Regions from separate parts of the Anser cygnoides genome. Here regions 2 and 3 are each linked to region 1. A link is a contact called in public Hi-C data. All regions are on one chromosome and are shown on one strand. Each heading gives the region's core, a stretch centred on a gene start, on an enhancer-like site or on the middle of the called end of the contact. The rest is flanking DNA. Distances are from core to core; before and after follow the strand shown. Region 1 holds the start of LOC106032340 (tripartite motif-containing protein 59-like). Region 2 holds the start of SH3RF1 (SH3 domain containing ring finger 1). Region 3 holds the start of CBR4 (carbonyl reductase 4).

Region 1 (4,875 bases), core at 1,194-3,693:
AGTTCAGGTGTCGTCCTTCAGAAAAACTTTTCCTCTTGTACTCTTGCTTCATACCGTAAATCATACCTTTTCAGACTGCTGAATTGTACAAAAATGACTCTTGCTAAGATGCTTTGCATTTTCCTTGTTGCTAAACTCCAATTGTAAGATGTGCAGTAGCTGTAAGAAGTTGCTCGTGATTTTTTGGTATTGAACTTGAGAAGCATTAAACTGAATTGATTGGACTTTTCAAAGGTGGATTGCTTGTAGGTGCCCAAGCAACCAAAGCCTGAGTTATGTGAAATTAAAAAATCTTGGCCCGGAATCCTTATAAAAACACTGTAATATTTTAGAAAACATTATAACTTCACTCTAGTCTTTGTCACACTTCACTCTAGTCTTGGTCACACACAAACAGAAGAAAAAATAAGTACAGTCAGAATTTTTTCTCTTGCAGCATTTTGCTTCAGGGCACTATGAGAGTGCTTTACTTGCTATCTGTGCTGGTGATGCTGAAGACTATTAATGAAGAAGATGATGGATTTTGAAGGCTGTATAAATCTATTTTAAATGGAAATTGAAGCTGTACACAACACACTGTAAGAGATACTTAATCTACACAATATAATAGAAAAATCAGTGCTATACATTTGTTAATTTTAAATCTTTCTTGAGCCGGAAAAAATATGTAAACAAACATTGTCAGGAACACAGCTTTCTCTCTATTTCTGCCTAATATTTCTGTTACTATAATTAAATGTAAATTAATGGAAGAACTAGTAAAAGAACTTTATGTAAGCATATATTTATCATTTAGACTTGCAACATCCCATACCTTAGACAATAGATGCCGAAGAACCTACTCACTGCTATTTTGGAGAGAAAAAACATTTTACTTTGTTTACTTTTAGCAGACAGATTTCCTCCTTTAAATGTTTTTTCCCCCTCTTCTTAAAGCTCAGATTTTATGCTCTCAAACAGTAGTTTTAGCTGCTTTCAAGCTAAGCATCTGTCCCAGTCTATTATCAGTCACTCACTGAAGAATACTTTTGTATTCTTTTTCATTTAGCACACATACTTAATGCATTTCCCTTTTTCTGTTTGAAACTAAAAAAAACTTAGAACCAAGTATTCTTGATTTAGTGCCATGCACTGAAGATCACTGGAAGAGGAAACATGGCATGGCCTTCTGCAAACTGACTCAGCATGCCGAATGATTCCATTTTGCAATTCCATTTGCATCACTGTCATTTAAATCATTAATTGAATATGGATATTCGGGGTGCTGAGGTATTCCTAGGGTGTCTCTTATGGTGTAATTCGTGAGCTGGCTAATAATGGGTAACACTTCACCTCCAAACGAGGTTCAAAGATACAGTGCTCCTGAACCCCAGCAAACGTAGTTTGAGAACATTTTGTGACAACTCATACTGAAGTGAATAAAGGTGGCAGAGCCCTGTCTCAAGTCATCATCCCAAAGGAAAACATAACACTTCCTAAAATATTTTGAGCCTATTCAGTCTATCAACTGTACCTTCTAGCCTATTTGTATCTCTTGTCAGTCTCTTACGTAAGGGATTTATAAGCAAGCGTAAATGAGGTAATATTACACTAAAGTCATTGTGCTGTTTTGTTTCATTTTTTTTGCCTGCATTTCAAAGTTTCCGGCTTGACATAAACCTTTGATTTAAAACAGGTACTGTGACTTTCTGCCAGTCTGGCTCAGTATGACTGAATAAAGCACTGCTATGAAAGTATATAAATATGTTTGTTTTCATGCTGTTTGCACCTACGTCTTTCCCCTCGGAAAATAATGTATTTTTAGTGTACCTTGTTTTTTTACAAATACTGACTTTAGGCTACAAAACTGCCAGCTTACAATAAATTTGAAATTTTAGTTGGGTCCCTCTTGAGTTGACAGAACTCAAAATTTTTGAAGTAGAAAATTGTTGAGCCAGAACTCTAGGTGGAAAGGACCTATGAGGAAAGTTAACTAAGTCCTAGAACAAGACAGAGATGTACGCTATGCCTATATGTTATCACTCCAAACTTATACTATGGTTTTGCCCTAAACTTAAGTTACACTCTGGTTTTGGAACTGTAGTCGCAGGTAGTTAATAACAGTCATGTCTCACCGCTGCGGAGCTCTAACACCGCTTTAACTCCGCATACTTGCAGGGAGGAGTAGGAACACCTCACAAGTGCCAACCTCTCCCTCACGCGGTGTGCCCCGCATATCGGCCTCCCCTCAGCGCCCACAGCCGGGGCTCCGCTGAGGAGAGCGCCCACAAAATGGCGGCGGCGGCGCTAGGGCCCGCCAGGCGCCCCGGCTCCCTCCGCCCCGCCCACGGCTAGCCCCCCGGCAGCCGCGCCCCGTTCTGACTGGAAGTCAGCCTTGTCAATCTCTCGCGTCCGCCAACCGCCACCGCGTCTCTCGATGTCCCGCCCCCCCGCCGCTGCCGGGTTCCATTTTCCGGCCGGCTGGAGGCAGCGCCTGGAGCTCGGGACGGGTGGGATCAGGCTGCCGCGGCCGGCGCGGGGTTCGGGGGAGCGGGACGGGGCTGGGGCGGCGGAGCCTCGTCCTGCCGCCGCAGATGGAGGCCAGCCTGACGTGTGCCGTGTGCCTGTCCCTCTTCGAGGAGCCGGTGACGCTGCCGCTCTGCTCGCACAACTTCTGCCGGGGCTGCGTGCTCGAGTGCCTGGCCTCGGCGCAGCACCAGCAGCGGGGGCAGGGGCCGGGGCAGGGCCAGGGCCAGGCCCGGCTCTCCCGGGGCGGGCCGGGGCCGGGCGGCGGCGGCGGGGGCCGGGTGCCGTGCCCGCTGTGCAGGAAGCTCAGCCCGCTGCCCCGCGGCGGCGCGGCCGCGCTGCCCGTCAACACCACGCTGGCGGAGGTGGTGAAGCTCTACCGCTCCGGCGCGGCCGGGGAGCCCGAGCAGGGCCAGGGGCCGGGGCAGGGCCCGCTGGTGCTGAGGGGCACCTGCCAGAAGCACCCGGGCCGGCTGGTGCAGCTCTACTGCCGCATGTGCCGCCGCGCCGGGTGCGGGCAGTGCGTGTCTGAGGAGCACCAAGGCATCTTCCACTCCGTCAACCTCATAGACACGGTGTTCCAGGAGGAGAAAGTAAGCGCTCGGCTCTGCGCGGGGTCCCGGCTGCGCGACACCAGGCAGCTCCCTTGCTTAGAATACCTTGGCACTTGGGACTCCTTTGTGCGTGTATAGAGGCTGACAGTCTGTGCCGGAAAACAACACGCTCATGCCAAGAGCTTATGGCATGCCTGGATCCAGTTTTTCAGGCTTCTGCAAGATGCTAGCTCTGTTTAAAGAAAACAAAAAAAAAAACACACCCACAGATACTTCCTTCATAGGCTCTTTGAGCTGACGTGTCTATTTGGGGTAATAGGTAATAATTACACATTCAGAAATAGATGGTTTAGGTAACTTACAATAAAAGTAAAACCAAAATGCACTTATGTTTACGTGAAAACAACTGCCTGGCCTGTTTGTTTGTAGTGGCAGCAACAGTTGTGATTTTTGCCAAGGTAACCAGCATTATGGTAGAGTGAGCCATCCTTGCCCTATGCAAGTTGGGTAACTGAAACAGAATCGCAAGACGGTGATGAAGAGTGATAGGTGTAGGGGCTGTCATGGCTTAGAAACTAAGCCCCACGTTATTTGAAGCCACTGTTTTTTTTTTTTTACTGGCCAGGGCTAGAACTGGAAAAGAAAAAAGTAGTTTACCTTTTCAAGAAAGGCAGAAAGTGAAGGTATGTTGTTGAGGCATTGCTTCATGTATAGGTAATGAACTAATTGGAAACAATGGTGTGGAAGATGATGTAGAACATGTAGGACTTACAGTCTACTAACTAGAAACTTCAAGGTAGTAGTGTAGTAGATTTTTCTGTTTGCTGTAAATAATCACTTACTTAGAAACGCTTCTTAGTTTTATAAAGCATATGTTTTCGTGGAGACCATATTGGTGGAAAGGGATGATTTGGTTGTTATAAGTTGAAGAACAGCACTGACTGTCCATTAAGCTATGAGTTGTTTTTGCACTGATTTCCTTCCTGTTCCTCTTTCCAACCACCAATTGCCTGTCATTCAGGAAACAAGGGAAAAAGAGCCTTTGCACAACAGTTTTTGTGTAAGATTTAGTGATAATATAGTGTGGTAAGGAAGGAAAAAAACAGTGGTAATGTTGGTTAAAACAAGAATAACATCGTTATGATTAGCGTTCTATTTGTTTATTAAAACTTTTTTTTTTTTTGAGACTTTAAAAAGACTGTCATACACGTGCTTATCAAGCAGGAACAAATGCAGCATTCAAACAAATTGTGCTAGTTGTATGTGTTTTTTAAAAAAAGAAAAAAAAAGCTGAGGGAAACCAGTGTTTTAGCTATGAAATAACTCTATAGCCATTGTAGCATTTGTATTGTAGATGAGCCTAAAGCCATTACTTTGAGAAAGAGAGAAATATCAAAAGCAAGTTTGTCTGCTGTTCCAGGGAAGCATTAAATGTTATCAAATGTTTTGAATGACTGTTTGTGTTGATATGTTGTACCCCATGCTGTGGTTCTAGACAACCACTGAAATGTATTTATGGAGTTGTTAAAAGTCATTCTAAGCATTTCAATTGTCTTACAGTTAACCTTCTTCAGTAGTCTGAAAAAAATGAGAATAATAAATGAGAAGCTGATGAATGAAGTCTCAAGTCATCCAAATGATACTGATGTGAGTTACACATGCTGACTTTTTTTTTAAATTTATATCTATATAGATAGATAGATATAAAAAGCTCGATAACACCAACTTGATTCTCATAATAGGTTAATTACAACAATAGAGTACGCTGGTACTTGGTATGGTATAGACATGTCCTGAACTTAGTTTAAAAAAATAA
Region 2 (4,875 bases), core at 1,381-3,880, 400 kb after region 1:
ATATTCTGTTTCATAATTTTTCTAATAAGACTTTGAGAAACTCCAAAGTGCGCTCATTCACATATGCAGTACGTTGGTACACCAGCAGCCTTTCTGAAGGAGAAGCAGTCTCTGAAAATACGAAGTTATTTACAGAGGTCTACACGATCATAAATAATTAAGTTACATGAACATTTTGCTTTGCTTCAAAAGGAAGGGCTTTTGCAAATGCAAGATATCATAGCAAACTCCTTAAGATTCTGGAAATGACAGGACAGTTTCTGATACTGAAGCTTCCTTACAGGATTTTTTTTTTTTATGGTTTACCTTCTGGAAGAAGAAAAAATACATCATCTCCCCCCCTTACCAATCAGTATATATACACAGAACAAAACTCATTAACAGGATGTGGCATTATCATTATTTATTTATTCTAGAGAAAAGAACCTAATGAGATTACCAAGCAGAGAAAACAATGCGAACTTAAGATGCGTATCTAAGATGTTTGAGACAGATTCTAAACATATAAATACTTCTCAAGACGAATAAGCATAAGGTTTCCTTCATTTGATTTAGTTTACTTACCATTCAGGTATATCTTAAAATAAAGACTAGTCTTGTCAAATGCACATTTAAGCCCTCTCCTTGGAACTTATGATTTTCTTCTTGTGAGGTTTAGAGAAACATCCTAAGTCATTTTGTAATTTTGTTTAATTTTCATGCAGGAATTCAAAAGAGGCAAGAATCCTAAATGGGCAGCAAGATCTTTTAGAGAAGCCAATCTACCTTGTCATTAGACAAAACAAAGAAAGGTCAGTCATCTCATAAACTGGTATTTCCTGATAAGGGCTCTAGAATAGATCATCATAAATGATTATAAAGCACAGTGGAGTCTACAGGTTGCATGGATCCCAGGAAGGAACATGAACACAGACATAAGAATGTTTTCCTATCACAGCACGTGGATTTTCTAATCACTTCAAAAGAATAATTTTATTTTTTCTTCAAAGTAAAGGGCAAGGACTGAAAGTATAAACAAACTTTCATTGACTTCAACAAGAACATAACTTCCTTGCTCATGTTTAACATTCACTATATCTAGAGGAAGTTTACTGATAATTAGAATCATTACAGAAAGTGCAGGAAACAAAATAGAGTCTCTAATAAGAAAGTATTATCCCTAGCTTATTGGTATTTACATAGCAGTAAACCAATACTGATAAGAATACTAATGTGTGTCTGCTAGACATCCACAATTCTCCAGAATAACTCGTTTTGCCATACTTACTGCCTGCCCTTATCCTGAAGCAAGGGACATCAACTGTTTTGAACCAGCGAGGGAAGAGATGGCAACAGGACTCGGTACTCACCCGAACAGGAGGGCTCCGCGCTTGCACCCTTTGCTGCTGTCCAACTTGCGAGCTCGGCAGCTCCTTCGAGCCACAACTAGCAACAGTGGTAATCGGGACCCTTAAAGCGTTTGTGCCACCCGTCCCACCGCCGGTGCCAGGTTTCCGAGGCCTCTGCTTGATGCCATCCAGTAGTCTGACAAGCAAAATATTACTGGGGAGCTCATCAACGCCGCAGTCCACCAAAGTCCTGCACTCGGGGCACCGAAGCTCATTTCGAGAGCTGACGATGCCCAGCAGACAGCGCTTGCAGAAGGTGTGCTGGCAGGGCAGGACTTTGGCAGAAGCATCAAGGCGCTCTAGGCACACAGGGCACTCCAGCAGATCCAGCAGAGCTGATTCATCCATTTTCTTCGTATCACTTAACCGAAAAAACAAATCTTCGCAGAATTTGGGTGTTTTGAGCGCTCCAAGGCTATCATGTTACATCCATTCCTCTCCTGGCCGTGCTCTGAAATGTTTTGAGGGAAAAAGGCATTAGGAAGCTGAGAAAAGAGTCACTGGGACTATTTCATCTGGAGATATTCCTACAAGGCGCAAAATAAAACACGTCTACTTTAATTCAGCGTTCAGCTTTCAACAGATGGGAGAAAAATCACAACAGCAATAAGTAATAGTCGTGATGTACATTCACGTATCTGTTTACTTGAAGTACTGTAATAAATAAGGAGGGCTAGGGGTTTTAAATCCAAGTTCTCGAGCACTTTTATTCCCCGCAGCCGTGCCCTCAGCTCGCTCCCACACGGGAGCTGCCCCGCACCACACGAACAACGCTCGTTTTTCACGGCTCTCGCCTCTCACATCTGTACCCCCGGGCGTTTATCTGCCAGAAGCTTTTTTTTTTTTTTCCTTTTTTTGCCACGAGGAAAAGGCGGAGGTCCTTAAACCGCAGCTCGGGCCGAAAAAAAAAAGAATATATTTAAAAAAAAATTAGAAATTTGGATTCTTCCCCCCCCACACCCCCTCCCCAGGAGCGGGTACGGCAGCCGCCCGCGTCTGTCACGGCCCCATGGCGGGGGGCGACCCACCGCCCCCCCCCGCCCCGCCGGCGGACCCAGTGCCCCCCCGAGCCCGTGCCTCACCGTGGGGCGCCGCCGCCGGCCCCAGGGGCCCCGCTTTGTTCCCGGGAGCCGCCACCGGTGCCTCTCCCGCCGCGGCAGCGCCAAGGCTGCCGTCCCCTCCCTCGCCTTCCCTTCCCTCCTCTCCCTTCCCCGCCCCGCCGCGCAGGGCTGACGCGGGGGGCGGCACCGCCCCGCCGAGGCCGAGGGGAGGGCGGCGGGGAGGGCGGCCCCCAGCCCGGCCCGGCTCGGTGTGAGCCGCCTCCCCTCAGCCGCGGCGCCTCCCCGCCCGGGTGGGGCCGCGCCGTGATGGCCGCCCCTTGGGGCCCGCCAAGTGCGGCCTCGGCCGGGGCCCGAGCTGGGGCCCGCGGCTGTGAGGAGGAGGAGGAGGAAGAAGAAGAGGAGGAGGAGGAGGAGGAGGAGGAGGAGGAGGGCCTGTCCGGCCGCTTGTCTGCGGGTGGCACCCCCTGAGCCGCCGAGTGGGGGCAGAAAGTGCCCCTGACAGCCCCCGCTGAGGTTATCCTTCGTGAGGCGGTTCGCTGCGAGGCAGCTCATAAATAAAGACGTGAACCCTCACGCAGGCGTGAACTGATGGTAAAACGGCCAAAAGGAGTTGTAAGAAGTCGCTTTTTGAACCAGGTGTGGCACCCTGCCTGTGGTGGTGCCTGGCCAAATGCCCAAGTTCGTACAGGGGCTCCAATTAAACATCGCCTCTGCTTGCAGCTCCGAGGGGAAATAACCAGAAAGCCTCCCCGTATGTTGTTCTGAGCGGCTCAGGTTAGCCATTCCAGCTTGTTGCCAATCCTTCTGAAAGTTATGTGCATATAAAAAGCGGTTTTTTGTAGGTCGTGAAGGTTCGTGTCAGTAGATTGTGTGGTAGGCTTAGCTGTTTTGTTTGTTAGCTGGGTTGTTCCCTGCAGAAGTGATATTCTGCAAATGTTAGGATTTCCAAATATATGTGCACAGGCCAAATACGTCTTTAACTGCTTTTTATTAGTAGGAATAGTAAAAGTTATAAATATCTACAGTTCATTAAGGAATAAGGCCTCCTCCCCCATAAATTCTGGAGTTTAGGAAAACTGATGCAGATGGGGTTCTGGTCTATGTCTGCGCTTTGCAGGGAGTATTGTAACATAAATAGAGGAGAAGGGTATGAACATTTGATACTTGGGAATATTCCTGTGTCTCGCAGTATTCCTCTCTCTTGCTGTGCAAGCACTGCTGCTACAGAAGGAATGAGCAGTACGTTTGAGCTACTCGCTTGTTGAATCTATGCAGAAGTGCTTCTCACAATTAATTGTCGCTTCTGGCCATAGCTTCTCAAGATCTCATCACGTTTGCAGGGCAATGGTTTACCAGCCTTTACAGCACAGCATGCTTTTGTAAGTGACGCAATTATTGTTGTCTGAACTCAGTTTGTTGCCTAAGGAATGTAAAATATCTACTCAAACAGTAAAGGCATTTACGTTACAGGTGGTGGACCAGAAAAGCAAGATGAAAGTTCAGGGAAGCAGGATAAAAAGATTAGCCCTTTATCAAGGTTAGTCTCTGAGAATGTTTTCTGTAAAGTCTGTAAAATATTAAATATGTTTTAGTATACTAGCCAGAGCAGTAAACATTCCGAAGAGTGTCAGATAAATATGTTACTTCCCGAGCAGCAGCAGTAGTTAATTTTCAAACAAACATAATCTGTGTAAAAAATCGTGGGTGTGCATGCCGATGTACGCCACTGCCCTCTTATGGATGAAGTGTTTTGACTCTGCGTGGCTGCGCTAGGCTGACGCCAGGACTGAAAGGAACAGAATTCCTGTTATATTTAAGCATTCGTTCATTTCTGCTCCTGCCACAAGCAGGGAACTGCACACTTTGCACAGTTTTACACGAGGAGACCTTCCTTCTTGAAACCCTTCCGTTGTTATGTACAGTTCATTACTTAGTACCAGTTGTGCAGGGACCTAGCTGATGCAAAGGAGAGGTTGCGCAGGGCGGAGAACCATTAAAAACACAGATTTGTGGTATGAGGCCCTCCCGTTACTTGATCACCAGATTTCTACAATTATGATTTTAATTATTTTTGTTTTTGTGAAAACTTTTTACACATTTTTGTGTATTCTGAAAGTTAGTTTTCAGGTACAAACTTTTTTCTTTTCTCTCCAGTGTATGCTGTTTCTCTTCATCGGTCAGCCACTGGATAAAGGAGAAAGTGAAGGGCAACAGGCAGAAGAGAACAGCAAAAGACAAAACGTCAGTAGCACAACTGGTAAACCTGATTTCTTATGAACATGTGTTCTCTATCCAGCGTCCTTGGGACAGTACATCCACTATGTCCTCTGTGCTTCTTCCCTTTTGCTAATGCTGTCTTGTTCTTCTGTAGGCCAACCACCCTACAGGCCTTCCCGCATCTTCAGCCCTCTCTGCCATCACAATCA
Region 3 (4,875 bases), core at 963-3,462, 300 kb after region 1:
TTATTTATTTATTTTTTTTGCTTCTACTTTTAAAGAAAGAAAATGCTTTTTGAGATGTGAAATGACTCTGAAATAACTAGCTTAGATGTCTAGGCAGGACTGTAAGATGAAAGTGCTCCCATAGAATGGAGGACTTCTATTCGGCAACCTCCAGAGCCCAATCAGCTGTTTAGGGACTTCCTGAGCTAGAGGCAGAATGCAAGTAATAGTAATGAACCTCTTTTCCATACATTTGAATAAATCCTTTTTGAATTTAATCACACTTTGTCTCTATAACGTCCTAAGGCAACGAGTTTCATTATTTGTGGAAAAGTACTTCCTTTTGTTCTTAAATTTCTTTCTGATTAGTGAATACTCTGCTTTTCTCCTCATATCTTCCCCTTTCTGCTCACAACTTGAGACTACGTACACTTCTGCATATTACCTTTCTTCCTATATCCTCTTCCAGGTTTACTTAGCTACTCTCACACCTGTGGAAGACAATAAAAGACTGCCCAAGCTCACTAATCCTGTCACCCTACCCTTTGTCTTATTTAGTTCTATTATACCCTTTTGACGTGTGATAATCACAAACAGTATTAAACATACATGAACGATGAACACAGTCAACTCATACAATGCCATAACGATTTTGGTCTTCTGTGACCAAAACCTTTCTGAAGGAGCAGTCTGTCCTATTCTATAATAGAAAGTAAACCCAGGTGCCTGGAATCAAACCATGCATCCCCTTCCCAGCTGGTAAATTTAAATTGGCCTCCTAGGAGCAGGAAGAGGACTAAGTACTTGTGCCTCAGATGGGGGCCCTTTCAAAAGAACACGTACAAAAAGACTTGCTGTGTGAAGGCAATTCCTTGTCCATCATGACGGATCTATTCTTTTGCAGAACTATCCACATAGGCTCTTGGAATTTCTTGCCTGATTGTTGCAACAATGTGGTACTAGGATTTTTCTTCCTCCATATTTTGTTCTTACCAGCACTGAACATATCTACTCTCTTATTTTTATTCAAAACCTGGAATAATACAGGTTGGAAAGGATCTTTGGAAGTCATCTTGTCTAACTCCTCCACCCAAAGCAATGTCAGCTTAGGTCACGTCACTCAGGGCCTTGCCCAGTTGAGCTCTGAAGGATATTCATAAGTGTGAAAAAACTCACAGCAAATTTTGAGTGTTGCCTTAATCAGTGTAAGGTACCTCTGCAGCTCTTCAAAATCAGTTCTGGGGTTAGCTACAGTGAGCCAACACATGCTGTTTATAAATGCTTTCAGACCTGTATGTATGTTCCTTTCTCTGAACATGCTTAGGCGTACAGGGCCCCAAAAGCTATTGGTGCAAATAAAGGTGCCATGAATTGTTCTGGGCTGAGGAAACTGCCTCTAAAATCTATCATTCTGCCCTTCCTGTTCTCTGTGAGAAAGGGAAAAGCCCAGTGACTGTAGTGTTTTCAGAAATACTCAGTCACTTCGTGCATTAACCAGGTAGTCACAGGGGGAGCACGTAAGCCTAGTTGCAACAAAACAACATACAATCTGTGTTTTAAGACAAAAAAAGCCATACAGCTTATTTGGAGTTTGACTTGGAAAAAAAAAAAAAACACGCAGTAGGATGAATAACACGACATTCCCTGGTCAGGTAACTGCAGGGAAAAAAGCCTCCCTCACGCACCAGGGCGGTTTGCGCCCTGCAGCCACCATATACAAGCTCCTGACGGCGCACGAGGGCAGCCCCTCACCGGCCGTGCCACGCCGCCCTGGCCCTCGAGGACAACCGGCTCCCCCCTCCCCCCGGGCCCTTTTTTAAATTTTTTTTTTGTTGTTTTGACTGCGGCCGGGGAAGGGACGCCCTCCCTGCGAACCCCCCCGCCCCTCTTCGCCCCGCCCCAACGGCCCCTAACGGCCCCTAACGGCCGCCGCCAGGGGGCGCCCGCGCGCAGCCATGCCTTCCCCAGCGCTGCGGGCAGCGGCAGCCGGCGCCCTCCTTCCCTCCTTCCCTCCCTCCCTCCCTCCCGCCGGCCGCGGAGGCGCCGTGGCGGCTGCCGGGCGCCCGGCTGCGCGCTCACCTCCTCGGGGCGGGGCGGGGCGGCGCGGCGCCGGGCTAGGGCGGGGGCTCCGCGACGCGGCTCCCGGCGCGGCCCGCCGCTCAACATGGAGCCCGCGGCGCGTAGGGGTGCCGCCCGCCCGGGCGGCGCGGGGCACGCCGGGACGTGTAGTCCCCGCGCAGCGGTGGCCGTGCCACGGTGGCAGGGCGGGCCCCGCCGCCACCTCACGAGTTCGAGGGGAAGGGGCGTTAGGCGGCCGGGGGAAACAGCACGGGTTGTGCGAAGGGGAAACAGGCCCTGCTCCTCCCGCTGCTTGGCGACGTAGCACGCTATCCCCAGTCACACCCCTTCACGGAGCTGTCGCCGAAGGGCCACGGTTTTGGTCTTAGCTCATCTTTATTACTGAATCTTTTCTTTTTTTCCCCCCAGAGTATACAAGATTTCTGAATGTATTTTCATTCTGCTGTAAGAGTGAACACTATCACACCCCAATTGTTTAGATGCACTTTTTCCACAAATACGTGAGCAAATTTCACTCTTGAGAAACTTACTGTACCTGAGTGAAAAGTTACGTCAAAGAAAAAAAATACACACCGCCACCCTCAAGCTTGCACAAAACAAAGCCATCAGCGTTCTGGCACAGCACCCAGTGTTTCCATACCCTCCTGGCTAAACTGGTTTCCCCACCACAAGGAGGATTATTTCACACCTCAGTGTGAGGCCTGTGCTCCTGTTTGCACAGCCCAGCCCTGGCGTTTCCCCTGGCCCAGGCAGCGAGGAGCAGCTTGCCTCACCGCTGCTCACACTGAGCACTCCCCTTCCAGGGCTATTACACATTAAACAGAACCACCACCACCACCACCCGCTCTGTAAAAGGATCTATTCAAGAAACACCACACGGATGACCTTCCGGCCGGGACTCCAGCCCCATCCCAGGCACTGGCCCCTCCTACCATCTATCAGTGGACTTCGGACCCAAGAGATTTCCACTGCGATCTCTGTCTCTCTTGCTGTCGCTCACTTCCCTCGATATATCTGACTCCTTGCTTAAGGAGGGCACTGCCACAGAGGGCATCAGCCTTTACTTCTCCGTATATCAAAACAGTCCTAACTTTCCTCATTCTGCCTTGCATAGTCATCCCCACTCCCATTCACTACGCGCTTATATACACTGCACAATAATATCTATGGCAATCACTTTAGGAATTTATCATTTCAATAATTTATCATGCAACAACCTCTTTGGATATTCCTCCGATTGTTGGTGTTGGTGAAAAGTATTTCTCAGCAAATATAACTAGGCTTTAGCTCATAATCTGCATTCGGGCTACGAGCAAGGAGTTCTAAACAGCCAAGGTTTCCGTCATTATGATGTGAAGTTATTCCTGCCCTAATACATCACTAACCACAATATCAGTTACTGAATCTCCACTCATGGTATGGACAGCTTTGAATTGTTGCCCACTTTGGTCCTGTGATACAGCCTTCTGGAAATTCACTATGTCTACTCATATTTCTATTCAGTGCACTGTATTTACTGTGTCGTCAGGTTTGTTTTGTTGGGGAAAGGGAAGAAAGTGGGATGTTGGGAGATGATGACAGGGAGAAGGGAGTGAACAGAGTCAGAAAGAAGAGGAGGGATAATAAATGTGGAAAGATTTTGCATAATGATTTGAACTGAACTCTATGAGATAAACACAACTAAAGCTCTACACTGCAGGAGTAGTAAAACTGTTAATAAGCAATATGACTTGATCCTTCACCTACCTTCCCTTTATAAGCTCTAAGAAGAACTAAGAAGAACTTACAGAAGCAAAAGCTTTATTCTGTGAACACAGTAATTAGCCCTCAGACCTGAGACATATGAAAGTGAAATACTTCCAAGATTCCTAATATCTGCTTAGAAATCTGTAACATTTATGAATAGGAGGAGACCAAAGGCTGTTTGAAGCAGGAAACTGAAGGCATATCCACAAGCATTAAGCCATTTTTATAACCTCCTATTTTAGCGGGATTGTTCATTACAGGACTATGAAAATGTTTTCAAGGTTAACCCTAACGAGGCACAGATTTACTGAGTGCAGGAATACCAGCTTAATGTGGCACATCTACTTACTGACAGAAAACAGCAAGTCAAGGGACTGTGCAGTCATCCCGTCACAACTGCAAATAGATGTGATCCTAACCATAAGGACTTCTGGCAGAACTTCAGCTGATGATTTGCCAGTAATGAGTGTTGAACATGGTCCATAATAAATAGCAACTGTGATAGTGATAGTGACAATCACTCATATCTCATACACTGCTCACCTCCTTTATCTTCACCAGTATTATAGGAAATGTCAAAGACAATATTCTTTACAGCTGTTACCCATTTTGCAGCCCGAAACATATACAGTAACACTTGGAGCACTTTCAAGGAACTCAATTCCCAACATTCAATTTTCTCCATCAGATTGCCCTAAATAAATCTAGTTTCATATCTCATCTCCTCACAGAAATACTTTGGTGTCATTTCATCTTGCTCATGTATTACTGAGCAGCTGAAGACTTCATCTCCTTGTGAGATACAGAAGCCCATGACATTGTATTTCCTTCCAATGTCTGAGCATTAGAGTAGTAAATCATAATAATACCAATCAGCTGGCTTAATGAGGTAGGAAGTAGGTTATTAAAAACGAGAAGAGGTATTTTTAGATGATTGCTAGTGGCATTTTTTAATTTATCTATCACAGTGAGTATTTTCCTTCAAAAATTAGCAGAAGCGATTAGCATTCTTGAAAAGAATTAACTATTGCTCACTCTAGACTATGTCAGATCAAGTGATGGCTGATTATA

The links. A called contact is a pair of places that touch in the nucleus more often than the background predicts.
Region 2: a contact with region 1 is called in a Hi-C map of liver, with 2.3 times the contacts expected there. The contact joins the promoter of SH3RF1 here to the promoter of LOC106032340 in region 1. A contact is called at or near these places in 3 of 7 Hi-C or Micro-C datasets (granulosa cells and liver).
Region 3: a Hi-C map of liver shows a contact between it and region 1, with 13 times the contacts expected there. The contact joins the promoter of CBR4 here to the promoter of LOC106032340 in region 1. A contact is called at or near these places in 3 of 7 Hi-C or Micro-C datasets (granulosa cells and liver).

Annotation. Positions count from the first base shown.
Region 1 is chr4:53,001,126-53,006,000 of Taihu_goose_T2T_genome, forward strand. LOC106032340 (tripartite motif-containing protein 59-like) reads left to right here and starts at 2,444. Exons shown (of 9, transcript XM_066996753.1): 1 at 2,444-3,098; 2 at 4,620-4,706. The coding sequence starts at 2,574. LOC136790823 (a long non-coding RNA gene) reads right to left here and starts at 2,454. Exons shown (of 3, transcript XR_010831523.1): 1 at 2,115-2,454. It overlaps ANXA10 (annexin A10), which reads left to right. Exons shown (of 12, transcript XM_066996768.1): 12 at 437-562. The coding sequence ends at 505.
Region 2 is chr4:53,397,285-53,402,159 of Taihu_goose_T2T_genome, forward strand. SH3RF1 (SH3 domain containing ring finger 1) reads right to left here and starts at 2,631. Exons shown (of 13, transcript XM_048076229.2): 1 at 2,471-2,631; 2 at 1,350-1,839. The coding sequence starts at 1,736. LOC125184319 (a long non-coding RNA gene) reads left to right here and starts at 2,664. Exons shown (of 5, transcript XR_010831521.1): 1 at 2,664-3,828; 2 at 3,905-3,986; 3 at 4,604-4,706.
Region 3 is chr4:53,299,095-53,303,969 of Taihu_goose_T2T_genome, forward strand. CBR4 (carbonyl reductase 4) reads right to left here and starts at 2,213. Exons shown (of 6, transcript XM_066996769.1): 1 at 2,059-2,213. The coding sequence starts at 2,145.